3 separate regions of the Mus musculus genome follow, and regions 2 and 3 are each linked to region 1. The links are chromatin contacts, called in public Hi-C and HiChIP or PLAC-seq maps. All regions are on one chromosome and are shown on one strand. Each heading gives the region's core, a stretch centred on a gene start, on an enhancer-like site or on the middle of the called end of the contact. The rest is flanking DNA. Distances are from core to core; before and after follow the strand shown.

Region 1 (3,124 bases), core at 434-2,933:
TCTTTTCTTAAATTTCTTTCTTAATTTCTTTCTTTCTTTCTTTCTCTCAGGAAGAACAAAAACAAAAACAAAAATCAGCAACCAAAGACCAAACGGAACCCGACTTCCCGCCACGTCCAGCGGGTGCCCGGGTTAAACAGGTCGCTGAGAGAACTAGTGGAGCTGTGGAGGTTTCTATTCGCTCTCTTCCCGCCCCTCCCTGGGCCTCCAGAGCAGGAGGAAGGAAACAGTTTGCTCTGAGGTTTCCAAGGTCTCCTTGTCTCCTTAAAGGGGTTGAAGACCTAGAAGTTGCGGGTCTGGGCTGGGGGGACATAGAGTGAGTGTAGAGCAGAGTTGAAGTCCAGTGAACCTGGCCATGTGGCCCTGTCCGAGTCCCTGAGTGATAGACCGGCCGGGAACACGGTCCAGGGAAACAGGATTCAAAGACCTCGCGGGCTCAGAGCTTCTTGACAGCGGGCTTCGTCGCCCAGCATCGTGTCCCAGCCAGCCCGACCCCGGCCCGAACCACGGGACACCTCGTTTGCACCCTTTTACAAAGGGTCAAGGAGTGGGCAAGCCAGTAACCCAAACGAGCTTCAGAGACTGGGGACCAAAGCCTCTCGGGCCCCTAGCTGCCCAGTTTCAGAACCAAGAACCCGGGCTGACCTCCGCCCGTCCAGGCCTCGAGGAGCGCCCACCCGGAGCAGGCCGGGCGCAATGAAGGAGGCGACCGGAGCGGCGTGCTTCAGTTCCGCGACGTGGCACGTACCTTGGAAGCGATGACCCAGATATCGGTAGCGGTGGATGAGCCAGGGGTAGAAGGTGGACGGGTCCCGCTGCTGCGAGGCGAAGAGGGGGTGTGGCGAATGCGAGGAGGGCAGGGGGTGGGCGGCCAGGGCGTGCGGCGGCGGCACCGGGTGCACCGGCACGGCGGGGTTGGGCGGGTGCGAGACCGCCTCGGCGAACACCAAGTCCGGGTTGGAGTAGACGCCCCTGCCGGCGGCGGCGGCGGCGGCGGCCGAGTGGAAGCCGTTGAGGAACGGATTTATGGGACTGGAATTGGCGTAGCTGAGTGCCGCGGGACGGATGGGATCCTCGGAGCGCGAGGCAGGCAGGGGACTGTCCTTGGCCACCAGCGACTCGATGGTGAAGCAGCGCTTGGGCGCCGGCTGAAACATGCTGCGCCGAGGAGCGGGCGCGCTGGGCTCCCTGCTCCCGGCGACCGCGGCGCGCTGCCTCCGCCGCCCGCTGCCCGCGGCGAGGACCGAGGAGAATGGGGGACTCGTTTGTTTGGGGTGGGGGTGGGGGTAAGGAAAGGAAGGAAGGAAGAAAGGAAAGGAAAAAGGAAAGGAGGGGGAGGGGGAGGAGAGGCAAAGCCGAAGATCCCGAGAATCTTGCACCAAACGCGCCCAACCTGGAGAGAGGGGGGAAAATCCTTCCAGAAGAATTTGCAGGCGTGGATTGGGGTAATATTTTTTTGAGCGAGGTGGCGTGGGGGGGGGGGAGATTGGAGTTAGAGGCAGGGAGGGGGTTTTCGGGGAGGCAAAAAAAAAGTTTTCTCTCCTTTGCAAAAGGCGGGCAGGGCGCCCTAAGTCCAAGGACAATCCATGGAAGTGTTCGCTTCTTCACTAGTAGTGCAAACGATTTGTTAGTTCATGAGCCTAATTAGTGCGGGGATCACATAAACAGCTTCCTCCGAAGCCTGGTAAATGGCTTGATGATTGGTCGCTATTACTCGCCCTGAGGTGGAAGGGGGGAGACTCTTTAAAGTGCGTCAGAGGGAGGCGAACGCCTGGGAACCCGGAGGCCTGGATCCGGGCCCAGAATGGAACGGAGTCGGCGCTACTGCCCCGGCTGTGCCTCCAGCCGCCCGCCCGGCCGCCGACCTCTTGGTGTCTTCGCCCTGCGCTCCGGGCTAGCTCCCTCGCTCCTGCGGCGCCCGCTGCGGCTTCTCTCCTCCTCCTTCGCCTCCTCCGCTTCCCTCTTCTCCTCCTCTTCCTCGTTCCTCTCCTCCTCCTCTTCCTCCTCCTCCTCTTTCCCCCTCCTCCTCCCCCTCAGCCACCGCCTCCTACTGCACCCACACCACTCCCACCGGGGCACCCGGGTCCCTGCAGAGTCTCGGGGCTGCGCTGCCTTTGCTGCGGACCCCTGGATCCTAAGCCTGCGGCGCTGGAGCTGATGGGACTGAATCACGGACGGACACGCAGATTTCTTCACACCCTAAGCTCCGCTGCGGTTGTCCCCTGGAGGCCCGCGCCCGGGTCACTGAGATGGCTTCGGGCGCCCGGCGAGGGTAAGCGGGCGGGGACTGGTTCCGGGCAAGGGCTAACCCGCTTCACTCCTACCAATCCCCACCCCCAGCAAAACTCCCGAGGTTTCCTAGGCGCTCGAGGGGGGGGGTCCTCCCACCCCTCCAACCAAGCGTAGCTTCGAGGTTCCAGGGTCCACGCGTTTGCAGTCTTTGACCCGGCTGGTTCGTTTTTTTAAGTTCAAACCTGAGGGGCCAGCTGCGCCTGTACCGTGGCAGTGGACTTCCAGCTTGCACCCAAGAGTTTCTGCTTATCCTTTCTGGAGGGTGGTCACTTCTGTCCCCAAAACAGCTCTTTCTGGGAAATGTGGGGTTATTTGGGAAAGGAGTCTTGGGTCCTAGGTCAGAAGCTGAAGTTATGACTGTGTTATCGTTCCATTGTCCTTAGTGGCGTTGACACTGTTCCCATTATTGCTATTATTACTGTACCTATTTTTATTCTGACATCTGTTGTCCCAGGGCTGGGTTGCTCTACAAATCCAGGTTTCGCAACCTGGCACTTAGGATTGTGTCTCCGGTCCTAGGCCCTGTCCGCATTTTCGAGCTTGCCTTCGGTTTTGGGATGATTTTAGGGCCGACTTCTCTCGTCCCCATTGGCTCACGCTGAGGCATAATTATGATCACATCCCCCCAGCCTGCTGGCGCTGCTCTCTGTTTATTGGTGGTTAAAGATCTATTATCTATTCATCAGCCGCCTCCCCCCCCCCACACACACACCCTTTGCCAATTACATTCTTCTAAAGTGAAGTACCAGCAGGTATTTTACAATTAATGATAATTTTTTTCTGGCGTCCTTTAAATCTGTTACTCCCAGGTCGAAGCCATTTATCCTAAGAG
Region 2 (3,298 bases), core at 89-2,588, 540 kb before region 1:
CCTGAGTACAAGTTGATAAATGTACTTCATAATATCTAGGAAATATGAAGATCTTATTGAGACCATCCATCCATCCTGGTTTCTTTGTCTTCTGTCCTTCTGTCTTACTCCTCTACTTGGAGAACTACATTCAAACCAAACTACCTGTGTATGGACCTTCATTTGGGGCTCTTCTTTGGAGGAGTTAAGATTAAGACTCTTGGTATCCTCAGTGACTCCAGGAAGCAGAACCCAGGGTAGGATTTGGAAGCAGGATCATTTCTCAACCATACCTTATTTCTAGTGATAAGTGGGGTGGTGCTAATCTCTGGCATGTAGACACAAACAAAATACCCTTGAACCTCATAGGGATGAAAATAATAATATAGGTTATGGAATGAGCCAACAACATAATCTCAAGTCACCAACTGACATCTGAGCATCTAAAGGATTCCAGCACATCTACAACCAGCTGGAAGTCAGACCCACTGTGAAGTAGCATAGCCTGTTGAAGCTGTGTGTACAGATATGCTTAGAATTCTACCCCCAAACCAGGACTTTTAGCCTGGTCTTTTCTTAAGGAAAGTTTGAAATAGAGGTCCACATATGGAGCAGTTTATTTTCAAATGGGTTTCAGAAAGGAATAAGGAGAACAAAACAGGAATAGGAAGAAGCCATAGTGGTGAGTCAGTTCTTTGGGCTGTGAGCAGTGAGGAAGAAAGGTTCATGCTGTATGGAACAAGCCTCCAAAATGGAATAAGCACATGGCCATCAGATCCATCTGGGATAACAAAAGGTTGCTCCAAGTGATGAGAACTCCCCTGCATCCCTGGATTTTTTTATGAGTTGCTGTGATCTGGTTTCTGCTGCCATCTAGTTCTTTCTTGCCCCAGGATAGGAAGCAAGAGAAATGAGTCATGGTCAACTTATACAAAGCCCAAAGTTGGCAAGCCTTCATTTGAATGTTTTTTCATAGCGGTGGCTAAAATAAGAAATGGGCAAAGTGAGTTCTAGGACAGCCAGGGCTATACAGAGAAACCCTGTCCTGGAAAAAACAAAACAAAACAAAAACAAAACAACAACAACAAAAAGAAATGGGGCTCAGATTATTCGGAGGAGCATTTTATACACACACACACATACACACACACACACATATATACACATATGTATATATATCCACACATATATTATTTATTATATATATTTTTATACTATATATCTTTTCTAGCTACATTAGGTATATGTGGATACTAACACAACTAGAAAAGACTATTTTGAAGGACAACAACTGATCAACAGTGTCCAACACTGTACATGAGTAAGAGGAAGGCTGAGAGATGACCATCAGTGATGCTGAAGGTCATGGTGACCTGGACAAGACCTGATCTAGTGGAGTGACTCATCTGCTTAGACTCATGCATGCTCCATGTGGTTATGAAAACACAAAAACGAAGGCAACAACCTCTCAGCTACAGCCAGGGGACATGAGGTTCCCCTGACAATTTCCCTGGGCTCTCTTGAGTTACAAAAGAGGATGTCTTCTTGTCTAGGGTTATCTTGCCCTCTTCCAATTCCTTTAGGTCTTTGGCTCTTCAGAATTCTCTTGACATCTTAGGTATGAATACCTCTTTTTCCCTGTTGAGTTGTTCTTCTCCTGAATTCACCTAGGAGCTTTGTGCAGGATGCTTTTCCAGGCTACAAATTGAAGGCAATAGATGCAGGGTCACAGGAAGTGGCTCTCTTGGCATGAGTCCTCCAGCAGTCCCAGGGGTCTTTGCAAGTGCATCTTACCTTTCCATCCCCCCCTTTCCTTTGAAATCTCCTCCCTTCATAACCCTGTCTTCTCTGTGTCACTTTCTTGCTATGTAACTTCATCCTCCACCTATAAGTTCCTCTGGCCAAGCTCACATATGGCCTCATTATTGCTCACCTAGGAAGGTTCTCTCTTCTTACCCCATTCAGTGCATACCCATTCTCCATATTCTTCTAGAATCTTCCTTTCATCTGCTCTCCTGACTTGTAGAACCCTTTCTATTGGCTCATGAGTCCCAGATCCATATCCCTACTAGCCAAGTTATGCTTGGACTTATATTTATATCTCTGCCCTTTGGAAAGCCCATTTGTGGCTTTTTGTTCTAGCTTCCCTTCTTCTACCTGCCCCCAACAACAACAACAAGCTACCAACAACTCTCCTAGCTCCCAGGCTAAGTTCCCCCTACAGTCAAGCCTCAGCTGCCTCTTTCCCAATCCTCTAACTGCATAGTGTACCTTCTTCATTGAGGTCTTTTCTTGTAATGACTCTAAAAACAAAACAACAAAAAGCAAGCAAGCAAACAAACAAAAAACAAAAAAACAAAAAAACCCCAAACTTCTCTAGCTGTAATCTGCATCCCTTAATCTGTAGGCCCCATCACTGTGGTAATACAACACTCATCAGGGTCACCACTTGGATCTACCCACTCTTACCCTGATAGATTTGTAGCCATCACAGATTCTGCCTTGAGGGACTGGGTCCTCTTACCTTACTGGACACAATCATGCTCCAGTTTTCTTCCTGCCTCTCAGGCAGCTCTTTCTTAGCCTGTTCGTTCTTTGCGGGATTGATCCAGTTAACATACATGAGGTAGATTGAGTGTGGGCCCCCAAATTGAGTGAGGTTCCAACATTCAGAATATGTGAACACCACATTTTTTTTGGGGGGGGGGAATTAACTTGGGAGGGTTCTTGGCAGAAGTCATTAATGAAGGATCTCTAAGTATAATAATCTAAGTGTATGCAGGTGTCTCTCCAATGGCAAGTGCCCCACAAGAAACAGAAACAAAGACAGGCATAGAGGAGAAGGTGAAGTGAGGGCAGGGGTCAACCAGGAGATGTTCACAGCTCACTAGAACATGGAAGAATGGATGGGTTCTTTCTCCCAATACTCAGGGTGTGTATCCATGTTGGCACCTTAATTCTGAGGTCTAGCCTCTAAAACGGATATATATATATCTACCAACCTCAAGTACTCATTATGGCAATTCTAGGGATATCACACAATACTCAAATCAGATTTCCTAACATTCTATTCCCAACTTCTTCCAGGTCTTTCCGCTATAGGTCAGTATAGATACACTCAGATCTTCAGACTGGAAACCATAGAAATCATCTTTGGTTCTATCTCATTCCAGGTCTCATCCTTTGATTATCCCAAACCTGATCACTCCTCATTGAACCCAATTTCTTCTATTCATGAGCTACTGAAGATGAGTCTTAAATTAATTCCAGACAAAAAATCTTCTGGAGTCTTCCAAGTCCTAGCTCTGTAATGGAAAAA
Region 3 (3,154 bases), core at 577-3,076, 560 kb before region 1:
AGAACCAGCACCATCTAGTTCTCAAGGAGAGTAGTTCTCCATCTTGACCCAGGGCCCTAGGCTTCAGCTTCATTGGTGCCCACATGATGGCCATGGCCTTGGCAAAGTACTCCTGGCTTCTCTTTCTCAGGAGGCTGCATCTGAGGCCAGGGTGTGCTGAAGGAATATAGGCATCTCCTCTATTCCTGGGAATCTTCTAAAGGATTCTAAGCCTTCCACTCTATACAGTCTTCTCTGGCTACTAAATTCTACCACGACCCAACTGCTAATAGAGGTGCCATTGCCACAGCTGAACTTGACATCACAAAATGCATACATCTTTTCTTTGAGCTTTTATTTGTGACTTACTTAAATTACTTATTGACAGTGTCTTGCTAGACAGATCATGCTGGCTTTGGACTTTGAGAATCCTCCTGCCTTGGAACCACAGTGCCTTAATTATAGTCAGATGTGCGCTGCTGTACCATGCTTACTTCAGCTTCTTCACAATGCTTTGCAGAAGACCGTGTCTTTCTTTCATAGGCTCCACTTAAAGATCATAGTTTAGCTTTTCCAGTGACATGACATGAGATATTTTCATCAGCTTCATACACATGTGCAAGGTAACTGACACAAACATTGCATATGATGTACTGTTTTCATTTTCCCTCTTTCTCTCTTAAGCTTCTCCCACCCCTGTTGACCTCCTTCTTCCCAACTACCTTCATATCTGTTTTTGCTCTCTGACACTATGTAGGGTTGTTGGCATGAACATGATCCTCAGCTTTAAAAAAGATACAAAGATATTTCAGTACCAGGAGCTCCGCAGACCTCATCTTCCAGAAAAGAGGGCAGGCAAGAATCTCTTGGTCAGAAGAATTTTGCCCAAAATGGAAAATCCCTTCACTGTACATTGAGTGGAAAAATTTAAATGATCTCATAATTACTTTATACAGTACAAAAAGCAGAAGAAGCCCTCAGTGCCTTAGTGTCTTAGTCTGGATTTATTGGTGTGGATATAAAGAGAAAAGGACTTGTCTAATTGTCTCCCATTGAGAGATCAGTAGCACGCTCCGGGTGATTGATTTCTTTGTGAGTGTTACCTAGGTCTTGTGGCGTATGTCTTTCAAACAGTATACAAGCCACAGAAAATATAAACAAGTCACCCTCACAGTCAGCGAGGCTAAGTTCTAGAGGAGGCTGCTCAGATGGCCTCCTTTCAAATGCCTGGTTGTGAAACAGCAAGCCCTCTAACTCTTTATGACTGAATAATTATCTTTCTTCCCCACAGGCTTCACTTACAATGAGTTCTGACCTGGCATCTGTCAATTCCAAAGACTTTTAAAGAGCAGAGTCACCTGTGGGCTGAAAATGGATAAACATATCTCTTAACAACATTCAGTAATGAAGCCCGTTGCTTATTCAGTGACAAGCTCGTACCATGGGAAGTTATTGTTTAATCACAACCCTCCTGGAAGAATGGACAGGAATAGAGATCTCCCATTTCACTCTCTGTTTCTAATTGTATGTTCAAGGGACATGATTTTTAATGAAGGAAAATCTTTGCTATCCAAATCTCCTACCCCTGGTCTGGGGCTTGTACTGAGAATGCAGTTTAAGATGGAGAGTTGCTTGGGATGGGCGTCCTATAGAACTTTGCTGGAGAAACACCCTGAAGTGTGACCGTCACATCTGCATCGAGTTATGAAAAAGGAAGGCTTGTTAACCCGCTGTTTGGAAACCAGAACACTTTTATCAGTTCATATAATTGCTAACCCCTTATTCACTGCTCAGCACTGGAGAGTTCTTTACCTCCTAAGACCTCACTAATTGCTGACAGATTTGATTTCTCCCTGACAGCAGGAGTCCTGTTTCTGGCCTTTACATCAAGTAATTGCTTTATTTTTCTCCCTCTGCTCTAAAAAACGGAATTCCCTTCTCCCCTGCTTGAACCCCCTTAATGGCTTCTTTCTCTGTTATTAAATCCTTGCCATTTAAATCACATTTAGCGATGTTTTGAATAACTGATTCCAATTACTAAGGCTCTTACCAAGAAGCAGCTGAAAACGCAAGTCATTACTTGCCCGTAGACAAGCAGTTACACCTTGCAGCCGAGTCTCTGGCGAACTGTATTGTGTTTCTCCTCAGTACGGGGCGATTTATACTCCTAGGAGGCTGGTGCTCAGCAAATATACAGCCACTGGAGCTCTCCACAATATCATTTGAGCATAATAGATATTAGATTTAATATTTATTTTATAAATAGCCTGATTCCTTAAAGAAGCCATTCTCTTCTTCCCAGAGTAGCTGGATGGGCCAGTTGGGACAACAGCAGAGATGAGCAGCTGACCGCCGCATGACCCACATCAGGTTTGCTTTACAGAGGTCTAATAAACTCACGGTGGCCCAAACAGGTGACAGAGCCACCCTGTCTGCCGAGGACAGTGCACAGCCCGTTACACTTCACTTTGACACACTTTAGTTTGGTTTTCTTTGGGAAAAAGAAATAGTTAAAAAAAATACTGAGAATTCTCACTATCCTGTCTTTATCTTTACCCTAAAATTCCATCTGGGTTTTCTTCATTTTCTGCTTACTTCGCAAAGGGATTCATCTGGTAAATTCTACAACATGACTGTCTCTGTGACCTGTGTTCTCATTGAAGACTTGGCAGGACGATCCTTTTTTTTTTTTTTTTTTTCAGCCATATTGGATGTAAGGAGTCAAAGTTGTAAAATCTGTTGTTTGAGGGAAATAATCAGACACACTGGCCTGTGATAGGTATATTTTCTTACCACATTGGTGCTGAGGAGATATGATTGTGTTGGGTAACTTTGATGCAGGACCCCCCACCCCCACCCCTGTTACTCTTGCTATTTTTATTTTAGCAGGTATGGCATCAATGATGCATCTTTGTCTTTCTTATCTTGAATATCAAATAACTAATGAATTGTATAAACATGTGTGTCACCTTAAGTTTAAATGGCTCTTCAGGAAACTGACCCGGCCCGGCCATGTAGCTATCGGCAGATCTGACTTACTGAACTGGCCAACCTCCTGCTTCCAATTTCATTAGTCAGCTGTACACCTTGGCTAGCTCTGGGGCTAAAGAAGGTTATCGCTAATTTCAAACTTGAGAGTTCTTAGCAAAATTGAAAGGTCTCTCAATTTCATAAT

Evidence for each region. Hi-C and Micro-C count contacts between places; a contact is called where the count stands out from the background. HiChIP or PLAC-seq counts read pairs in DNA pulled down with a chosen protein or histone mark.
Region 2: a contact with region 1 is called in a Hi-C map of uterus, with 2.0 times the contacts expected there. The contact joins the enhancer-like site here to the promoter of Emx2 in region 1. A contact is called at or near these places in 6 of 39 promoter capture datasets (the 3T3-L1 cell line, embryonic stem cells, hippocampal neurons and 2 more), 1 of 15 datasets of contacts at CTCF or cohesin (the NIH/3T3 cell line), 8 of 484 Hi-C or Micro-C datasets (embryonic stem cells, nephron progenitors and uterus), 12 of 115 datasets of contacts at active chromatin or transcription factors (T-cell acute lymphoblastic leukemia, astrocytes, craniofacial prominence and 6 more) and 3 of 9 other capture datasets (embryonic stem cells, liver and macrophages).
Region 3: a contact with region 1 is called in an H3K4me3 HiChIP or PLAC-seq map of craniofacial prominence, with 6 times the contacts expected there. The contact joins the enhancer-like site here to the promoter of Emx2 in region 1. A contact is called at or near these places in 5 of 39 promoter capture datasets (embryonic stem cells, hippocampal neurons, liver and 1 more), 1 of 15 datasets of contacts at CTCF or cohesin (the NIH/3T3 cell line), 4 of 484 Hi-C or Micro-C datasets (cranial neural crest and uterus), 10 of 115 datasets of contacts at active chromatin or transcription factors (T-cell acute lymphoblastic leukemia, astrocytes, craniofacial prominence and 7 more) and 4 of 9 other capture datasets (embryonic stem cells, embryonic tail, embryonic trunk and 1 more).

Annotation. Positions count from the first base shown.
Region 1 is chr19:59,457,249-59,460,372 of GRCm38.p6, reverse strand. Emx2 (empty spiracles homeobox 2) reads right to left here and starts at 1,683. Exons shown (of 3, transcript NM_010132.2): 1 at 749-1,683. The coding sequence starts at 1,157. It also overlaps Emx2os.
Region 2 is chr19:59,993,276-59,996,573 of GRCm38.p6, reverse strand. No RefSeq gene overlaps it. Among named protein-coding and RNA genes, the nearest start is that of Gm41879, 44 kb to the left of the region's middle. Within about 2 kb of position 1,338, at least 4 of the 459 cell types and tissues checked have an H3K27ac peak or open chromatin away from gene starts, as enhancers often do. A contact at or near this core is called in uterus, where this site is marked.
Region 3 is chr19:60,014,738-60,017,891 of GRCm38.p6, reverse strand. No RefSeq gene overlaps it. Among named protein-coding and RNA genes, the nearest start is that of Gm41879, 23 kb to the left of the region's middle. RefSeq lists an enhancer at 1,055-2,450. Within about 2 kb of position 1,826, at least 7 of the 459 cell types and tissues checked have an H3K27ac peak or open chromatin away from gene starts, as enhancers often do. A contact at or near this core is called in craniofacial prominence and embryonic limb bud, where this site is marked.